Regions from separate parts of the Xenopus laevis genome. Here region 1 is linked to region 2. Evidence: chromatin contacts called from public Hi-C data. All regions are on one chromosome and are shown on one strand. Each heading gives the region's core, a stretch centred on a gene start, on an enhancer-like site or on the middle of the called end of the contact. The rest is flanking DNA. Distances are from core to core; before and after follow the strand shown. Region 1 overlaps adcy4.L (adenylate cyclase type 4). Region 2 holds the start of ltb4r.L (leukotriene B4 receptor 1-like).

The links. Hi-C and Micro-C count contacts between places; a contact is called where the count stands out from the background.
Region 1: a contact with region 2 is called in a Hi-C map of the XTC cell line, with 2.7 times the contacts expected there. The contact joins the enhancer-like site here to the promoter of ltb4r.L in region 2. A contact is called at or near these places in 2 of 4 Hi-C or Micro-C datasets (the XL177 cell line and the XTC cell line).

The regions. Positions count from the first base shown.
Region 1 is chr1L:154,572,418-154,576,750 of Xenopus_laevis_v10.1, forward strand. adcy4.L (adenylate cyclase type 4) reads left to right here. Exons shown (of 26, transcript XM_018259882.2): 8 at 3,463-3,590. Among protein-coding and RNA genes, the nearest start is that of adcy4.L, 25 kb to the left of the region's middle. Within about 2 kb of position 2,459, at least 1 of the 7 cell types and tissues checked has an H3K27ac peak or open chromatin away from gene starts, as enhancers often do.
Region 2 is chr1L:154,391,205-154,395,471 of Xenopus_laevis_v10.1, forward strand. It overlaps ltb4r.L (leukotriene B4 receptor 1-like), which reads left to right and starts at 2,465. Exons shown (of 4, transcript XM_041565495.1): 1 at 2,465-2,585; 2 at 2,675-2,772. The coding sequence starts at 2,564.

The DNA of each region.
Region 1 (4,333 bases), core at 1,209-3,708, 180 kb after region 2:
TGTTTATCTCCCAAATGGAAAATAACTCGATAAGAGTGCAACTATCTATTGGTTGGCAAAGCTGTGTTGCCACGGCTTTTATATTTCCATTCTTCTGCTTATGCCACACCTATGTGGTACAGTGAGATAGCTGGCTAAAAATAATCATTATATCTTATAAGACCACAGGGCTGTCATCAGGAAATGACAATCTGATCTACTTTAGGGGCCTAGCAATCATTAGGCTGTTTTCTTTAACAAGCCTTCTGACTCACACGAAGGCAAAGCAATAGCTATCACATAAAGGGCCCCACTGACACTGACAATGGGGTCCTTCATCGGACATCGGCCTCATAATTAAATTAGACCAAGATCACCCATGCAACGGGGTGGTAAAGAAACTTGAGCCTTCTGATAAAGGGTCATTGATCCGAATCTGTGTCATGTGAGACAACCTCAGTTTATAATTAGAATCAAAGCTATGAAGCAAGACTGGACTCATTTTTTTTATCAAAGGAAATCGTAACAGTCATATGAGTACCAAGAAATACACATCCCTATGTAAACAAAAAACAAATGAAATAATTTTTTTGAGTAACATTAACAATGCGAGAAAAGCGTGGAGATTGGAGCTTCCACGTGTAAAGAGAAATTAAGTTGCCTGCAGGTTAGATTAAACTAAGAGTACTAAACACAAGAAAAATGAAGTGTGGAAAGACAGGGATATGACAGTGGGTCCCCCCTACCTTCCGCCTTCTTGCCAACCAGTTCAGACAGGCCCCTCCTGGGCCAACACAGTTAGACAGAAGAAGTCACGCAAAAACGCATAAAGAACGCCAAGGACAGGTTATTTAAAGCCTTCTGAGGCACACGGACAGTACCTATGCCCCTGAAGAAGCTGTTTTAGACATCGAAACGCGTAGGGCAGCATAGGTGGATGGTGGGGGTCTAGTTCCCATCTGTTCCCCACATAGAGAGGTAGAATTATATACAGGGGAGCGTGGGTGGCAAGAGGAATTGGGTACTTACCTGGTAACAGTATTAATTCTTTATCCTAGTGATACTTTATGGATCACTAGACATTCTAGTCTTTGAGTCTGTTAACCCCCCACCTACCACCTATGGCGTTATCGTTTTTAATTGGTGTTTTTTAAGGCCACAGTCCTGCACTGCATATACTCTTGAATTGCAGTGAGTTTGTTTGCACACTTTTTTAATTGTGGTTTGTTGTGTGGGCATGGCCCAGTGGGTATTCTTGTTTGCATTTTTAATTCGAAGTATTAAAGGTTAAGTTTTATGAGTGACTTCTTCAGTCTAACTGTGTTGGCCCAGGAGGGGCCCGCCTGAACTGGTTGGCAAGAAGGTGGAAGGTAGGGGGGACCCACTGTCACATCCCTGTCTTTCCACACTTAATTTTTCTTGTGTTTAGTAACATAAACAATGCCCCAACTAAATGGCACTACTGGCAGTATTTACATTAGATTGCACATTTTGGAAACAGTGTTCCTATTACTAGTGTTTGCAAAATAAATGTTTTTTCTGCCACAATAAATTTTTTATTGGTCTATAAATAGAACACATACACATTTCATCCACTCTGTTAAAGCTTTAAGATCACCCAAAATAGGAAAATCAGTGGCACTGCTTGAAAACAATAATTAAATACATGTTTGTACAGCTCGTTGGCTATATTTTACATGTGGAGTTTTATTAGGGCTCTTCAGTCTGATTCATTTCTATCTGTGTACAAAGGAGGGTTAAATCTGTAGCCAAGCCCAAATTGAGAAATTCTTTGTCAGTTAATAGAGCACACAGACAGCGGGAACAAACGAGCTTACATTTCAATTATCTTTTTATTCTATTGTTGGGCCACAAGGTTGCACAGTTCATATACGTTATGCTTCCTGCAAAGAAATATATACTCATCATGACAGTGTAATAATAACTTTTAATAGTAAGTCTGTGAGCAAAATAGAGCAGCCACAGGCAAACGAGTAAAGCAAGGAGTGACACATGTTTCGAAACCAATAATAATGCCTATATTTAGCAGCGTCTTACAACAGAGCCCGTAGTTTCCCACTAACCTACAACTGGACACCCACATCCAGGGCGCCATCAGAAATCACGGGACCCCGTCCCAAGTTTTTGGGCCACAGTAAAAAGGCCACTCCCCCACACACACTTTATAAAAAGCCATTGCTGTTCAGGACCCTATTATAAGTTTAGAAAAAAACATTGGCAAACTGGGTCCCACATAAAAGTTTTTAAAAGAACATCTTTCTTTTCGTGGCTTTGGGTCCTTCTTCAGCTTCAGGGCTTCAACTTTGGGTCTTTTCGTGGCTTCGGGTCTTTTCGTAGCTTCGGGTCTTTGGTGATTTAGGTCTTTTTGCGGATTTGGCTCTGTTCACGGCTTTGGGTCTTTGGGACTTTGGCTCTTTGGAACTTTGGATCTTCAGCTCTTCGGATCGCCGATGTCAAGTGGGGGCCGGCTAATTTGAAAAGGACACAGCCGGACCCCCCTTTAGGCCCCAGCCCGGTACAAATGTGCCCCCATGATGACGGCTCTGCTCACATCCCTAAATGGCTCACAATCTCCCGGGATCCTACCACAAAACATCGCTCCTTGTTGGGGCCACAGACATCTCTTGCTAACTAGCCTGCCCTTCACCTCTTAAGTGAGCTGGTACCAATCTCCTAACTCACCTAGTCCTTGCCATTTCTTTCCTTCTATTGTGTACACATGGGCTTTTGTATCAGACCTCCTGTTTTCAGCATAAACCTCCAGGGCTTGAGCATGCTCAGTTTGCTCCTCTCCCCCTTCCTCCTCCCCTTCCTGCTGCAATCTGAGCTCAGAGCTATGAGTGAGCAGGGAGAGACTCGGGTAGGAAGTGATGTCACAGCAAGCTAATATGGCAGCTGCTATCCTAAACAAACGGAGACAGTGTCTAGAGCAGAAGCACAAAAAGACAAGGAAATAGCACAAACAGTCTGTGAAAGATGGGACCGGACATAGCATAGGCGACAGAGCAGGTACCACCCACAGCTTTGCGCCCTAGGCAGGCGCCTACTCTGCCCACCCCTAGTTCCGGCCCTGATGGAAAAGCATTATAAAGAAAAAAAATGGTGTTCTAGATTGCACTGTTGTGGCTAATCTATTGGCAATAAACTGCCTTGGTAGCTTTCCTTCTACTTTAAAGGTTGGTGCCACCTGCTGGCTGAATTAAATATTGCCTAACCGGGTACTGTATTGGTTGCCTAAAACCTGTGTTACTTAGAGCCAGCACAAATGTTTCTCTATTTACTAAAGTATTAATAGTCTAATGATGCAGATGTTATTTTAACCATCCTGGTAACAGCCCTTGGTCCACCCTTGAATTATTTTTCCTTTGATTATAATTTAAAATAAATATTTCTATTTTATCACCATTTTTATCCCGATTGCAAACATCATACTTGTTCTCCTGCTTGTTTCCCTGTGTCTAGGATAATGACTGTATGCGCATTAAGATTCTAGGAGACTGTTACTACTGTGTGTCAGGCCTGCCTGAGTTCTTGCCAAACCATGCCAAAAACTGTGTTCAGATGGGATTAGACATGTGCCAAGCTATACGGTGAGAAGTTATATCATACTCATGTTATGCAGTACATAATAATGTAACTTACTGTATGTGCAGTACTTTTCCTGCAAGTACTCTTGATTTTTGAGACATGATAGAGTAATTTGTACAGTGATGCAATGAACCAAATCAGTAATTTGACTGGAGTGCCGTGTAGTATTCATGTTTGAAATATTATACCAGACCTGTCTCCAAGCAGCCCAGTCAATGTACTCAGGACTCAGAATGTTTATTTTATTTATTCAGTCCAAAACTGTGTTACTTTTGTTTGGATAGATTCAACTAATCCTCACAAATAAAATCAATGTGACAGTCTAACACAGCTAGCTGGCTGTCTTAAAGGAATTCTGTTATGATTTTTATGTTGTAGTTTTTATTTCTAAATTACATTGTTTACACTGCAAATAATTCACTCTACCATATAAGATATTATTCCTGAAGCAACAAGTATATATTTTAGCTGTAATATTGGTGTGTAGGCAGCCATCTCAACTGGGACAATATGTCTAGCCCCATGTCAGATTTCAAAATTAAAAAATCTGTTTGCTCTTTTGAAAAACAAATTTCAGTACAGAATTCTGCTGGAGCAACTCTATTTAACTGATGTACTTTGATTCTGTTTTCCCAAAACAGAATCCCTTTAATGCATAAATACAAATGCTGCCAGTCACTGAGTAGATAGAGCCTGTAATGTCTTCCAGTTACTCTTGCATATTGTTGGCATATGATCATAAAAA
Region 2 (4,267 bases), core at 1,215-3,714:
ATGTATCCTATACTCAGCAGTCAGGGCAAGTAAATGAAAGGGGAATATCACTGCATACAGTCAGGTTTCTTATAAAAATGGTAGACATTTTTTAGTTAAAGTATATTGGAGATAGGTTTCTTTTTCATTAAAGAAAGTAAAAATGGGATTTTATTTTTTGACTTTACATTCCCTTTAAAATGGCTCTGCGTGCCATTGTACACAAAGTCATAAAACTCACCACACACACTGTTACTGGCATGTTAAAATGGTAATGTTTATTTGCAGGCTGAAATGTTTAAGGGGGAAAATAAAAACCTTTTATTAGGTGAAAAACATAGATACTTATGAATTATCCAGCACTAACAGCTCCATAGTTCTGGATAAAGCAACAAAGGTATTAAGTAAAAGCAGGAAGGGCTTGGTTCAAATTATCTTTAAACAGTGCTCTCGTGTGCTCTCATATGTGCCTGATGGATACTCCAAGTCAGTGTACTGCAATTAGTAGTAAGTTTCATCTCTCCCAATGCCATCGCCTCTATACCGTTTATTGTAGAAACTGATGGGAATAGCACCCAAACAGTGTAAAACTATTTATTACAAAATATCAAAGTAAGTCATCACAATAGCTTTTAAACACAAAAGAACTTTGCTGAATTGTCTTCACGTTGTGGGTTTCTTTTCTTGTAATTCCTTTCCATACTCTTCTCTCTTTTTGTTCCTTTTTCTCTGTTTTTAAAAAAATTGTAGTCATGTGGTATGTTTATCGTCTTGTCACCCTCCCTAAGACTTTGCTTTATTTGTAGTCTTCCCTATATATTTTATGTTCCTGTTTAGTTTCTACTATTGATTTCTCTAATTTCCCCATATTTTATATCACTATTGGGGGAATGTAATAAAAGTCGCAAAGAGCAAAACAATAAGCACAAATAAGAATAAAAAGTCTCATTTCGCAATGTAATTCTCTTCCTTAAACTGTTATTACATTGCGAATTTTAATTGCGCATTACCCACTTTTAAGAAGTGCTTTGAAGATGTCGTAATCTTTTGAAGCAAATATAACAACTTTTTTATTAAGACGTTATATTACATTCACCGCGCACTGACACTAACTATAAAATTCGCAAACCTTCTTCCACTGTCGGAAGTGGTCGCTAAACAGTTTCTGGGTTCGCGAAAGCTATATTAAATTCGCACAAAGGCAAATTTGTTCACACAGAGGCATATTTTTTCCGATACCGACTTTTATTACATTCCCCCATATATGTTTATTACAAAAATAAACCACTTCCTCAAAAGGCGAGCAACGTTCAAACGTGAAAAAAGTTGACACAAGCATGAAAGACTTTCCTGGGGGGTGCCTAATAAGGGCTGTGATTGGCTATTTGGAAGCTCTATGTGGATTGGCAGCCCACAGAAAGCTCTACTGGTTTTTATACAACCAAAACTTGCCTCCAATCCAAGAACTGAAAAATAAGCACTTGCTTTAAGGCCACTGGGAGCAACATACAAGGGGGTTGGTGAATAACCTGTTGCTCATACGCTACTGGTTGGGGACCACTGGCCTAGAGCATACAATTCTGTATGAATGTAGTTTGACATATGACATACCGTAAATATATTCACATACATGGGTACCACTTTGGGCACCATACTTGAAGTTGTAGGTAATGCCACTGTCATTTTTAGTGAACATACAGTATACCATAATAATTAATCACAACTTTGACTGTGCCATACCCATAGTGCCTTCCACACAACTAATCCCTTTAATGTGTGGGATGGCTGTGTGTCATAAAGGTTTTTGCACAGTGAGTGTAGACTTATTTCTACCCTCACTGTGTCCCTTTATTGCACCCTGTTACTAGAATTATCTTCCCAGCTCCCAGTTAGCATCATCCCTGTCAATATAAAGGAAACTGCAACATCGAAACCTGAGACCATGTAATGAATCCCTGCCTGCTGTTTTATCCTTCTGAAACATTTTTACAGTTTTCTGTAAAAAAAAAAAAATGACAGCTCCATAATTGCAGACTGATTTATGGACAACAAACCATTGAAATTCAAAGAAACATTTCACTCTGCTCAGAAACCATGGTCTGTTTACCCTGATTTTACTCTTAGAAGATGAAAATGTAGGATTCAACTTGTTCCTATTAGGGGCTAAACTGATTGTCTGCCATAAAAATAGAAATGTAGCTGGGGCATTAATATACATCTTAAAAACCATAGTACAATTGTACATGTGCTGTGGGATTCTGGAAATGTCCATAACATCTGTAGCTTTTTGAAAAACGAAATGTACTAAGACAAATAATACCTGTTATGGACATTACAACACTGCTTTTAGTAGTGCTATATGTCCACAATGAAGCAATTGTTGGTTTAGCATTTACACCCATCTCAGTGTTAGCTGCTGCCACCCATACGTGACTAAGAAAAAAAACCCTTCTGGCGGCATTGGCAGAAATGACAGCAAAGGGTTGTGAGAGCACACTATTTCTGCACTGATATGTAAGAACAAGTGTTAGTATTGTCCCTTACGCAACAGGGATGGTTTCATTGTGAGGACAGAACTTGTGTCATGAAGACAGGAAGCTTTCAAAGTACTGTAAAATACAGAATATATATTTATGTAACATCCTGCCAAATCTCTTGTGCAAACTGATGTGATAAGATTTTTTTTATGGTACAGCATCTAGAAATTCACCGACTAGCGCTTCTCATTCACCTGTAGGACAGACAACAAGAGCAAGTCCATTTAGACAGAAGAACAGCATCATGACTGAAGTGGTAAGTTTCCTCCAGTCCACTTACAAAATGACACATTGAACTGCTTGGGCCGTACCCTTTATACTTTCTGTTCTTAGGAATTATTTCATTTACAAAACATGTATAAATTTGTTAATACTTTTCAGGGCATGTAGAATACCACCAGTTTGCCCCCAGTTGTAATTCAGAACTTTTGACATGGTTCATTTTGTGAACAGATAAACCTTTTTTTAAATAAGGAAAATATTTATTTTCCATATTATTGTGTTTAGATCTATTTTAGCTTCTGCAGGATACAGTGCTGTAAACGTAAACAATGCAAATCTAGAATCCTAGTGCTAGAATGCTAAAGGGTGCAAGCACTAAGAGGCACTTGGTACAGAGAGCAGCATTTGGAGCGCAGCAAAGCCTTACTTTTGCCTTTTTTGGGCACTTTTGCAATTTAAGATATTATTGGGGCAATTTACAAATAACCCATAAGTAATTTAAAAAGAGCAATAAGGGGCTCCTTGCACCAGATTTGATATTGCTGTAATCATGGGGGAAATTCACCTTGGCAGCACTGCAGAGTGCATAGTGCAGAAGCATGTTTTTTGCCCAACTGTAAATATTAAATTTTGTCAGCAGTGGTCCATTCTAGTTTAAAATGGGTTTATTCCCACAAATGTGCAATAAGGCATCAAACTAGAAACACTGGATCCTAAATACTTCATCTGCTATGAAAAGGGGCTTCTTCAGCACCCTCATAGGGCTTCCTACACCACTACAAAAGAACCAAAACAAATGCTGTATTTTATTCAAAACTAATTTATTTTCAGATATTGGTACAATCTGTCAGACAAGCTGCTTTTAAAAGGGGAGATATTGCGTCATCCTCATCTCCAAATATTATATGTCCCTTCCTTTAAATGTATAGTTCCCAAGAAATAGCTTTAAATTGCATTTTACCGCTTTAAAGTGTCATTATGTCAGAAGTGCAAAGAGCTGGTTATGTACTTTTATTCTCCCACAGTCAGAACTCTGAATTCAGAAGTTCCACTCCCAGTCTTTCTGCTCCAATCCACCAACTGTCTTAAAATGTTCCTGATTATGGGGTTATTGAATCTGTATATTTCCCCCAAGCTCTATCCCACTCAGCTATTAGATCTATTAGATCTTTTATTTGCACATCTTCCACTGTGTCTCCCATGGGCATGCTGATGCCCTCCTGCTATGAGACAGACAAAGAAATCACAATGTGTTAAGAATAAATAAAGAATAGTACTAGGATTGAGATCTAATAGTTGATAATAGGTCACAGTAGAATTTTAAAACACAGTAAAAAGCTGCAAATCTATTAACCACAATGAGTAGGAAGACTATGACACAGTTTGATTGGGCTGGGGGCAGAGAGACACATGGTGGTGGGACTTGGGTCAGGCTGGGAGCAAATAAACATAGGGGTTTGCTACTAAGAAAGTGGGAAGCCATAAATATTTAATTCATTTTGCTAATTCCAAAAAAGGGTGTCAGCCCA